2 separate regions of the Mus musculus genome follow, and region 2 is linked to region 1. The links are chromatin contacts, called in public HiChIP or PLAC-seq maps. All regions are on one chromosome and are shown on one strand. Each heading gives the region's core, a stretch centred on a gene start, on an enhancer-like site or on the middle of the called end of the contact. The rest is flanking DNA. Distances are from core to core; before and after follow the strand shown.

Region 1 (5,188 bases), core at 1,361-3,860:
GGACATTAATGAAGAACACGTTCCCCCGAGTTGTCTCTAAGCCAGTCTGATGGAGACATCTTCTGAATTGAAGTTTTCTCTTTCCAAAGGACTCTAGCTCAAGTCTAGAGCCCCAGAAACCTAACTGACACACCCGTCTAGGTAAGCCCCAAAATATGGCATGGCTAGGAGCATGCTATTCAAAGCTGGCATCTCTTTTTTTTCCCATTTTTTATTAGGTATTTAGCTCATTTACATTTCCAATGCTATACCAAAAGTCCCCCATACCCACCCACCCCCACTCCCCTACCCACCCACTCCCCCTTTTTGGCTCTGGCGTTCCCCTGTACTGGGGCATATAAAGTTTGCAAGTCCAATGGGCCTCTCTTTCCAGTGATGGCCGACTAGGCCATCTTTTGATACATATGCAGCTAGAGTCAAGAGCTCCGGGGTACTGGTTAGTTCATAATGTTGTTCCACCTATAGGGTTGCAGATCCCTTTAGCTCCTTGGGTACTTTCTCTAGCTCCTTCATTGGGAGCCCTGTGATCCATCCATTAGCTGACTGTGAGCATCCACTTCTGTGTTTGCTAGGCCCCGGCATAGTCTCACAAGAGACAAAGCTGGCATCTCTTATTAGCTGGTCTGAGCTTCTTCTGTGAACTGATAGCTCTGATGGGTAAAACTTTTGCTCCCGTAAATGCTTTGGGAAAAGAGTTCCAAAGATAAACTCCAGTCTCCATTAGTGATTCTAGGTGGCTCTAGGCCTCAGTGGTGGCATACTACAGTCCATGAATAGAACCGTGAGGGGAGAATTTGTGAGAAAACAAGACGAGAGTCTTGTGACCTCAATTTCTTCAGAGATTTGTGGTTTGAATATGCCTGGCCCTTGGGAAGTGGCACTAGTAGGAGGTATGGCCTTGTTGGAGGAAGTGCATCACCTTGGGGGTGGGGCTTGAAGTTCTACCCAGTGTGGAAAGACTCTCCTTCTAGTCGCCCCATAAGACAATCTTCTCCTGACTGCCTGGGGATCAAGATGTAGAATTCTTGGCTCCTTCTTCAGCACTGTGTCTGCCTGGATGCTGCCCTGCGTCCTGCCATGTGATAATGGACTGAACCTCTGAACCTGTAAGCTGGCCCTAATTAAATGTTGTCCCTTATAAAAGTTGTCTTGGTCATGGTGTCTCTTCTCAACAATGGAAACCCTAATGTTCTTGTATTTTCATGCTCCTCCCAGGTGTAGTGGATAAGTGACTTTACTTCAGATTATTCATTACAACAGGCAATTGTTTGGTTTCTTTTTTTTATATGCTTCTGTACAAGTTTTTGCCACGTGAGGCTTGTGTGACACATATGGCTTGCCCTTGTGATTGGACACTTCACTCGTGTGACTCCTTCTAACCCTCAGTGTGTAAATTGTCTGCTGTTCTGAATAAAGTTGGCTACTGCATGAGACGTGAGTCCGTGTCATTTTTAGGACTGCTCTTTCAGGTCCCACTGCCAATCAGAGTGCTAAAAGCTATGGCGCATAATAACCTCTATGTACTCTCTCCTTGTTCCCAGGTGTCACTACTGTCTGCTGCAACTCTTGTTTCCAAACCAGAAAGCTATGGTCAATGGCTACTTTGTCTTTTTGACTAGGGGAACCTGTTTGTTAGCAGCTTCTTTCAGTGCATAGCCCATGGAATGCTTGACACTAATTTCCTGTTTTGAGAAGGAAAATCAGCATGTGTATTCTTAGTCCAAGGTCAAATCTTTACTTTTTCTGTGTCCTCGTCTTTGCTTCCAGTTGTGAGCCCCTCTATGCCATGGTCCTTATCCAGGCTATCTGGCTGCTGGTGAAAGAGATGTAAGCCAGCCAGTAATAATGTCTTCCTGCAAGATCCAAACTGTCTGCATAAAGATGAGACTCGAGACATCTGGGCAGTTGCTCCTCCTGTCACCTTGGATTCTGTGGATGGAACCGGTGGCATTTCCTCTGAAGACGCACCAGGCTCTAACCTGGAGGCTGCTCAGCCTTTTGTTCTCACCGAGATTTACTGGATGTGCTGTGATGGAGAGAGTAGTTGGAAAGAGGCTGACACTTAGATTAGATGTCACTGTGCCTTTCTAGCCCAGTTTAATGGTTTACAGTTCGCTGTAGTATCGGGTCCAGTCAACCTCACTGGCTGAAATGATAAAACCAACTTATTGGGAAGGAAAGAGCTGACATTGCCAAAGAGGCTTTCAAGGTCCTCATCTGCTCCCCAACTTTCCTCTGCCAGGAGAAAAACGCTAAGAGATTTGAGGACTTATCGGAAGCTTTGGAGTTTCCCCGGAAAGGTAAGAGAAATGGTTTTCCCTCTCTTTCCTCTCACTGAGTTGGTTCCAAGAGTTGAGTCCACTCTGGGATTAACAACAAACACAAACATACATACACACACACATACACACATACACACAAACACACATACACACACGCACACCAAAACAAGCTTTCTTGCATGGTCATGTAATCAAAGCAGCTGACTGCTTTCAAGTGGAAACAGAGAGAAGCCATGGATGAGAAACAGGACATGTTAATTTAGCCTTACAAATGCACCCTTCCCAAGGCCAGCATTACTCATGCTTGGCGTCGACCGCATGAGGCCCAAGTTTGCTCAAACACCATGGCTCAGAACTGCCCTTTCCATTAGCAGACAACTTTCCAGCTAGTGACACGCTCCAACTCTGCAGAGATGTCCAGATGTAACCCAAATCCTAATGGTTACAGGAAAGCAAGCAGTTCTTCACCATAGGAGAAGTGGTGCACTCTTGACAGTCTCAGCAAAGTAATGTGCCCAGTGACACATGGGAGAATCTTATATTTGGTGCATGTTGAGGGAGGGGCCTTAAGGCTGGGCAATGGAAAATCATATGAAATCATTTCTGCCTTCTAAGCGTGATGAAGCTGGAACCTGACTCAGCCTTTTCTCAGGCTGTTTTCCTACTCAAAAAATGTTCCGACTGTAAAAGGAGGTAGAAAATAGTTTCTTTAAAGGCCATGAGCTAATAATGCCTTTCACCATCTCTGCCGAATCTAATCTGTCTTGGTTTACCCACTCAGTGCAAATGGGAGAGGCAGTGGAGAGTCCAAGTCTCCAGTGGCTTCCATACTGTCTGTACAGCAATATCTCCCATCTTTGAGTCTCTGAGAGGCTGGGACTCCTTGCTGACTTTGAACTGTTCTCATGTCTCACAGCCACCTTGAATCTAACCCTCAAAGCCAACTCTGTTTTTTAACCTTCTTCCTGCACTCCCCCTCAGCCTGCGGCTCTTCCATCCAGTTCACGTTCCATCCTGGAAGCCAACCTTCCTCAGCTTCCTCCTCCCATCCCCACTTTTATTGTGCCATCTCTAAGGAAAATAGCATCTCCAGGCTACGCTGAAGTTCTGTACCTAGTCTACTGACGGGGACTTCTTGCTCCCCGTTTTGCTCCTGCATCTACACTCCCAATTCCAAAAGACAGACTTTCTAAAATGTAATATTCAGAACATGCCGTGGGCCTGTCTGTTAAGCCTCGGGGTGAGTTATGAGACCTCTCACTTGGCCCTGAGGGTTTGGCATGTCGGGATGGCTCACATCTTTGGCTTTTCCGAAGGATGCATTAGCTTGCTGGCAGATCCTTGGATGCCCCCAGCGCTCTTCACCGCCCAGCTTCTGCTCTTACAGGGTGCTCTGTTCTGGCCTTTCCTCCTTCACATACAAACTCTCTGTTCCTGCCTCTCTCTCTCATCTTTCAGATCTCAGCGCAAATGAAATCTGAGCTTAGAAACATTTAATATTATATTTAATGTACTTTGGCTGTGTATATTCTTTGTGTGCACACACAGGTACTCTTGTGTGTGTGTGTGTGTGTGTGTGTGTGTGTGTGTGTGTTTCATGATAACAGAAGCCAGAGATCATCTTCAGATGCTGTAGCTTGGGTACCAACCATCTTGGTTTTCTTTGTTTTTGAGATAGAACATCTCACTGGCCTGGAGTTCACAATTAGGCTACACTGGCTGGCCAAGGAGTGCCAAAATCTGACCCATCTTCACCTTCCCAGAACTGGCATTACAGGAGTGTAGTACTAAGCTCAGAGTTTTTGTGGCAGTCCTGGTGATGAAACTCAGGTCCTTATGCCCATGATTGAGCAATCTACCAGCCTATTGCATTCTGTATCCATTTGCCTAATATATTTATAGTTTACCTTTCCACATCCATGTTTCTACCCACAGCTAGGTTTCTTTCATGAAGGCAGGAGCAGATTTTATTGAGTCTGGGTACGTAACAAGGCCTGAAATTTTAATCCAGTAAAGAGCCATGTGAATATGAAAAAAAAAAAAAACACACACACACACACTATTTCCTCTTAATTTGGGGCATTTAAGAAAACTGACTTTCTTTTAATTTTTAAATTGAACTCGTTCTTGGTATTATGAGCGGGGGATTATTTTGTTGGGTGGGCACTCGCTCCACAGCGTGATTGTGGCATTCAGAGGACTACCTTGTAGACTTGGTTTTCTATCGCCTCTGTGAGGTCTCCAGTGTCTGTACCTGTCAGGCTTGAAGGACAAAGGTCCTTGCTAAGCTATCTTGTCAGCCTGAGTTTCTTAAATATCTACAGAGGGGAATTTGATGTCCTCACTCAGACTCAGGCACTGACTTCCCAGGCAGACCAGGCAGTGAGCAAGCACCTGTGGCCTTAGAATCTATACCCTCCCCTCTCTCCCAAGCGTCCATTCTTCTCAAACAGTTGTGTCCTGGCCAGGGAAGGGTCAGGCAGAGCTCCGGAAGTGTCAGTTGAATCCATTTCTGACTTCCCATGTTAGATTTTGTAATTCATTCCTCATGAAGCCAACAGTCAAGAGAGAATATTGTACTGCTATAAAAATGTTCAGTGACTAGCTTTGGGAAAGCAAGCACCATTTAACTTTAGAACATCAACTTAAGGGGTGGGTGTGTGTGTTCCAAATTCTAATAACCAACATATTTGCCTTGAGTCACTCAGAACTAAAAAACCCTAAGCTGGGAGTTCATCTGTTTTCGGTTTTATATGAATTTGCAAAACTATGGTGACTCACCCACCCCGCCACACCCTCATAGTCTCCTCTGGAATCCTGGTTAGCATGTGTTAGACAATGCTGGGACACCAACTAGATTATTTATTCACACAGGGATTTTATTTATTTGCATTGAGGCAGAACCA
Region 2 (5,232 bases), core at 835-3,334, 390 kb after region 1:
ATGTAAATGAGCTAAATACCTAATAAAAAATGGAAAGAAAAAAAAAAGTCACAGAAAGAGAGATTGCTGAGAAAAAAGTACATGGGTGTGTGGAGCTGAGTGTCCATTCTAATTAAAATGATAATTCCAAGATTCGCAAGAAGAGTAATGAGGTAAACAACTAGAAATGTGGTGAACAGGGCCACTTTTTTGACAGGGTTATTAGTAATCCCTAAGAAAATGAATTTATCCACAGAGGAGCAGTTTCCCCTATCCATTCTTCTTTTTTCTTATGTAAAATTTAAATGATATTTTCAAAACTAGGTGGATGCATTCTTAATTATCTGTAAAAAAGAGAATAATTTATTGCATGGATTTTCTCTCAAAAATCTACAGTCACATTACTCTATAAGTAGATCTTTAAGACGTTAATCATTATAAAACGTATGTAATCGTGTGAAGGTTCAGTTGTTATGATTAGTGACATCCATGTATCATTGTATAAAATGTAACTATTTATATTTTCAACATGTTTGATGCTCCCTGAATTTTTCAAGCATATTTCTGATTTACTGAATTTTTACTTGAGCTTCAATGTATGCAGATTGAGTAGCAATTATACAGGTACTAAGCTCTACCATAAAAGATTAGATCTTTTCATATTTAAAAATATTCACCTGAACAAAATATTAGTTATAAGTACTCAGATTCTCCAAACTCCTGAGTGGTTGGAAGAACATTTGTTAGTTCAGGAAGCAAAAAAAAAAAAAAAAAAAAAAAAAAAAGGGGAAATGGATTAGTGTGAGGGCCAAGGGTACAGCCTGTAGCCATCACAGTCATGGTTAACATTGACCCAAATACAACGTAGTCCCGAATTGTCACATTTGGACATTTGAGTCTTTTGAGTGTGACCAGTGTCTGGTATTATGATCACCTAGCAAGACGTCAATCTTGGCCTGGGATGTATCTTAGTTGGTAAAGTGGTTGTATGGTACCGTGAATTGACCTTTTTGCTTCTAAGTGACAAACTCATGATAATATTAATATCAATTTTCCATAGAGCCATCATGGGGAAGAATTCGATAAGATATTATCTTTGCTAATGATTCTAGGTGTGTTTTTTTTTTTTTTACAATATCTATGTATACTGTAGTGTCTTCAGACACACCAGAAGAGGGTGTCAGATCTCATTACGGGTGATTGTGAGCCACTATGTGGTTGCTGGGATTTGAACTCAGGACCTTCAGAAGAGCAGTCAGTGCTTCTAACTGCTGGACCATCTCTCCAGCCCTTATTTTGGTCTAAAGTATTTGTTTGTCTGTTCATTTTAGTCAGGTCTCTATCTTTTTTGGCTGACCTGGAACTCTCTATGTAGACCAGTCTGGCCTCAAACTTACAGAGATCTATCTGTCTTTGCATCCTTGGGGCTAGGATTTAAGACACATGCCACCATGCTCAGCCCTTAACATTGTTTTTTTTTTTTTTTTTTTTATTGTTTTGTGTGGTTTTTGTTTGTTTGTTTGTTTATTTTTGTGAGTGAGGGTGGTGCATGCAAGCTACTACAATAATAGTTTCTGGAAGTTCGAGGGCAACTTGTTGGTTCTGTCCAAGTCATAGACTTGATTGATATAGCAAGCCCCTTTGCTGGCTGGGCTATCTCGCAGCAGCCACTCTAGAAGGAAGTGTATGATTACTGCCTTCCACCCAGCTCCAGAATCTGGAATTTTGCTCAAGTGTTCCTTCCTTGAGGAGCCCCACTCTGGAAAAGATGACACCATAGGTAGTTTTTCTTAGCATCATGGACCGAGTGAAGCTCCCACGACTTCGGGTGGTTTCATAGCCAAGGCTGCGGCAGAGCCTAGCAGAGGGAGGGCTGGAAGTTCTCATCGCTCTCTCATCCAGCACTGAGATCTCACCAACTTTCCTTAGCGTACGGAGGATGACTCCAAACAGTTTCACCTTGAGGTGTAACCTCAGGTTTGCTGAGGGCTAACATCGAACTGGACGGTCTGCTAGGAGCGAGGCTTAGGCACGGGTGGGTAGATGTGACTAAATTCTCTCTGGAAGATTGGTTTCAAGCAACGGGTTGTGAACGCGTTAGGGTGAATTTAGATTCTGACCTGGCCTCTTGTGCCCTCTAGTGGTCTAAAACCTCAGAACTTGTCACTCAACCAAGGTTGTTCCCGCCCCCCCCCCCCCCCATGGCTAAATCGCTATAACCTTTTAGCCATCTGTTGCATAGTGAATTCAGTTCATAACTACGCTTACAACACAGTAAAGCAATTAACTAAACACACACAATAAGAGACCTGACACATCTTGTGGGGTCTTTGAAAGGTCTTCGGTGTCTTATTTTGTGGTGTGCAAACCCAATAAGCTGTAAGTCCTTAGTGGATAATTGAAACGATGCTCGAATCAGAGGCAGTCCCTCTCTCATTGTCAGTCTGTGAAAGATTAGCTCGCGAAGAAGAACAACAGCATGCAGGCCTGTTATCTGGTGAGATAGTGCCACTCCCCGTGATGACGGTAAAGCCTCAGATTTGAGGGAGCCACCGGTTTAAAGTCTCAGTTTTGTTCAGATTCCAAGATAGCAGCCAACCTGGAGGTGCGTGTGGGGGTTATCTCTTGAACAATGTCAGCTTCTTAGAGGAGTGTGTTCAATATCATAACATCACAGTCCTTTGGGGGCGCTGCAATCCTTTTTCAGGACGGAGATTACAGCGCTGTCTCCACACTACCATAAACAGGCACACCCATGTAACCTACAAGCTATGAATGACTTAAGAACAAGAGCAAATGTAGCTCTCTCTCTCTCTCTCTCTCACACACACACACACAAAGAGAGAGAGAGAGAGAGAGAGAGAGAGAGAGAGAGAGAGAGAGAGAGAGAGAATGTGTGTAGAGCTCACGATGTTGGAGCTTTGAGCATGCTGGGTAAACACCCTACCATCGAGTTTACCCCTACCTCGAAAGCAGCACCTAGCCCCGGGATTGCTCAGAGCTCTAGCTATCACCTTCAAGGAAAATTTTGTAACTCTGGTTGCCCATGGTGGCTTCAAGCACCTGGTGGCCTCATAGTGCTGTTCACACCTGCTGTTTAGTTAGGGCCTAGTTTGTTTTCTGTCTGTCTCCCCAGCCCAAAGCTAAGCCTCGGTATGGCAGCTGTCTGTCCATGACAGCATCATTGAGTCTATCACAGTTCTCACCCAGGAGGTGTTAAATAAGCATTTGCCAACTTCAACAGCCCCTTGGGGTAGATGCTGGAGGAGGCAGGCCAAAGGCAAGGGTGATTTCCATTCTTATACTAAGTGGCACAGAAAGGCAGGTGCTTGAAGACTCAGAGGCAGCCACTCAGAAGGCTGAGCTGTGCACCCACAGAAAGGAGCGAGCTCTTTGCATCTCTCCAGCTCCCACTACCCTTTCAAAGAAAGTAAATGCCTTGAGGTTCTAGAGCGGCTGTTAGAAAAGACTGCGGCTGTCTGGCTGTCTGTGAAGACAGAGAAGGATGGTTGTGCCTGTAAAGCTGACTGACGGTGTGACTCTGAGGCTGGCAGAGCCCTTATTAAGCGTGCAGAGACTCTGGGTTAGAACCCAGCACCTCATAAACAACAAGCAAACTGGAACTGCTTTTTGATCCTGTTACATGCCTGTAGACTCACAGCTCTACTTAGGAGTCTAAAGAAGGCTGCTTGAGCTAAGGAACCAAAGCAGCAGCAGCAGGAGAGAGAGAGAGAGAGAGAGAGAAAGAGAGAGAGAGAGAGAGAGAGAGAGAGAGAGAGAGAGAGAGAGAGAGAGAGAGATTATGGACATTATGTTATCTCTTCTGCTTACTTACTTTCCAAAGATAAAGATGCATCGGCACAATGGTGTGTGCCTGGTGATCTCTGGCCTTAGGAGGTCACTGAAATCAGAAGTTGGAGGTCAGTCTGGTGTACTACTAAGCCCCTGTCCAAGGAAGGAAAAGAAAAGAAAAGAAAAGAAAAGGAGAGGAGAGGAGAGGAGAGGAGAGGAGAGGAGAGGAGAGGAGAGGAGAGGAGAGGAGAGGAGAGGAGAGGAGAGGAGAGGAAAGGAAAGGAAAGGAAAGGAAAGGAAAGGAAAGGAAAGGAAAGGAAAGGAAAGGAAAGGAAAGGGAAAAGAAAAGAAGAGAAAAGAGAAGTCAAACCAGCAAACAACTCCTCCCACTTAAACAACCACAAGGGAACCAGAACAGAGAAAAGAAAGACAGTGTGGACCAGCAGAGGGCCAGCAAGCATGATCTCAAAGCTGTAAAACTGCAGAAAGCTTGACTGAGCACAGGGCAGAGCAGCATCCTGGGCCAGGCCTTTTTGTGGGGCTGCAGCGCTCTCATCTCCAGTTATTTTTGTTTGTTTTTTGAGTGAATGAGTGAGGTTGTATCTGGAGTTACAGTGAGTAAATGTCTTAGCGGTTAGGATCAAGTGGTGCTGCAACAGAAAACTCCAGAAGGAGGTTTTGTTATTGTTGTTGTTTTGTTTTTGTTTTTGTTTTTGTTTTTTTGTTTGTTTTTTTGTTTTTTTGGTTTTTTTTGAGACAGGGTTTCTCTTTATAGCCCTAGCTGTCCTGGAACTCACTTTGTAGACCAGGCTGGCCTCGAACTCAGAAATCTGCCTGCCTCTGCCTCCCGAGTGCTGGGATTAAAGGTGTGCGCAGAAGGAGGGTCTTAAGATGTTTGTGTCTGCCACATTTTAGGTCTGGGTGGGCTTGGGGCTTTAACAGTCAAGGGTCCTTCTAATTTACTGTACCATAGAGGTCTGTTCAAATTCTCAAGGTGGCCTCAGTCCATGGAGATTTGGAAACCTTGAGTCACATTTTTGTTTTGTTTTGTTTTTCACAGGCAGGAAAAAAAAAAATCTGAGTAAAGTGTACCATCTACTTTAAAGGACACCCAATTTCACTCTCAACACACCCTATTGGCTGTAACTGTTCTTCAGGACCAGATCTAACTGGAAGAGACCTTGAAAAGAAGATAGGAGGAAACACACAAACACCTGAACCGCCAGAAACTATTACTGGGGAAGAGAAAAAGGAGGTTACTAGAGAAAAATATGCAACCTTTGTTCCTGGAACCAGGCATCTAACTTTCTATCCTAGAAAGATAGATAACCTATTCTGTCCCTCCAGGGGGTGGGTGTGGCAGTCAGAAAGCTAGAACTCAGTAATTTTAGGATGAAGATCTCATAAAACCCTGCTGTGGGCCAGTGGGTGATCAAATGATATGTTTACATTTTTATTTTC

What was found. HiChIP or PLAC-seq counts read pairs in DNA pulled down with a chosen protein or histone mark.
Region 2: a contact with region 1 is called in an H3K27ac HiChIP or PLAC-seq map of heart atrium, with 8 times the contacts expected there. The contact joins two enhancer-like sites. A contact is called at or near these places in 8 of 39 promoter capture datasets (3T3-L1-derived adipocytes, the C10 cell line, the HPC-7 cell line and 4 more), 1 of 15 datasets of contacts at CTCF or cohesin (the NIH/3T3 cell line), 1 of 484 Hi-C or Micro-C datasets (brown adipocytes), 14 of 115 datasets of contacts at active chromatin or transcription factors (the NIH/3T3 cell line, craniofacial prominence, embryonic basal ganglia and 11 more) and 2 of 9 other capture datasets (embryonic stem cells and pancreatic islet).

The regions. Positions count from the first base shown.
Region 1 is chr5:74,748,096-74,753,283 of GRCm38.p6, forward strand. No RefSeq gene overlaps it. Among named protein-coding and RNA genes, the nearest start is that of Lnx1, 48 kb to the left of the region's middle. Within about 2 kb of position 2,611, at least 14 of the 459 cell types and tissues checked have an H3K27ac peak or open chromatin away from gene starts, as enhancers often do. A contact at or near this core is called in the NIH/3T3 cell line and heart atrium, where this site is marked.
Region 2 is chr5:75,141,302-75,146,533 of GRCm38.p6, forward strand. Gm19583 (predicted gene, 19583) reads left to right here. Exons shown (of 4, transcript NR_045792.1): 4 at 4,832-5,232. It also overlaps the pseudogene Olfr1401-ps1. Among named protein-coding and RNA genes, the nearest start is that of Pdgfra, 8.3 kb to the right of the region's middle. Within about 2 kb of position 2,085, at least 41 of the 459 cell types and tissues checked have an H3K27ac peak or open chromatin away from gene starts, as enhancers often do. A contact at or near this core is called in the NIH/3T3 cell line and heart atrium, where this site is marked.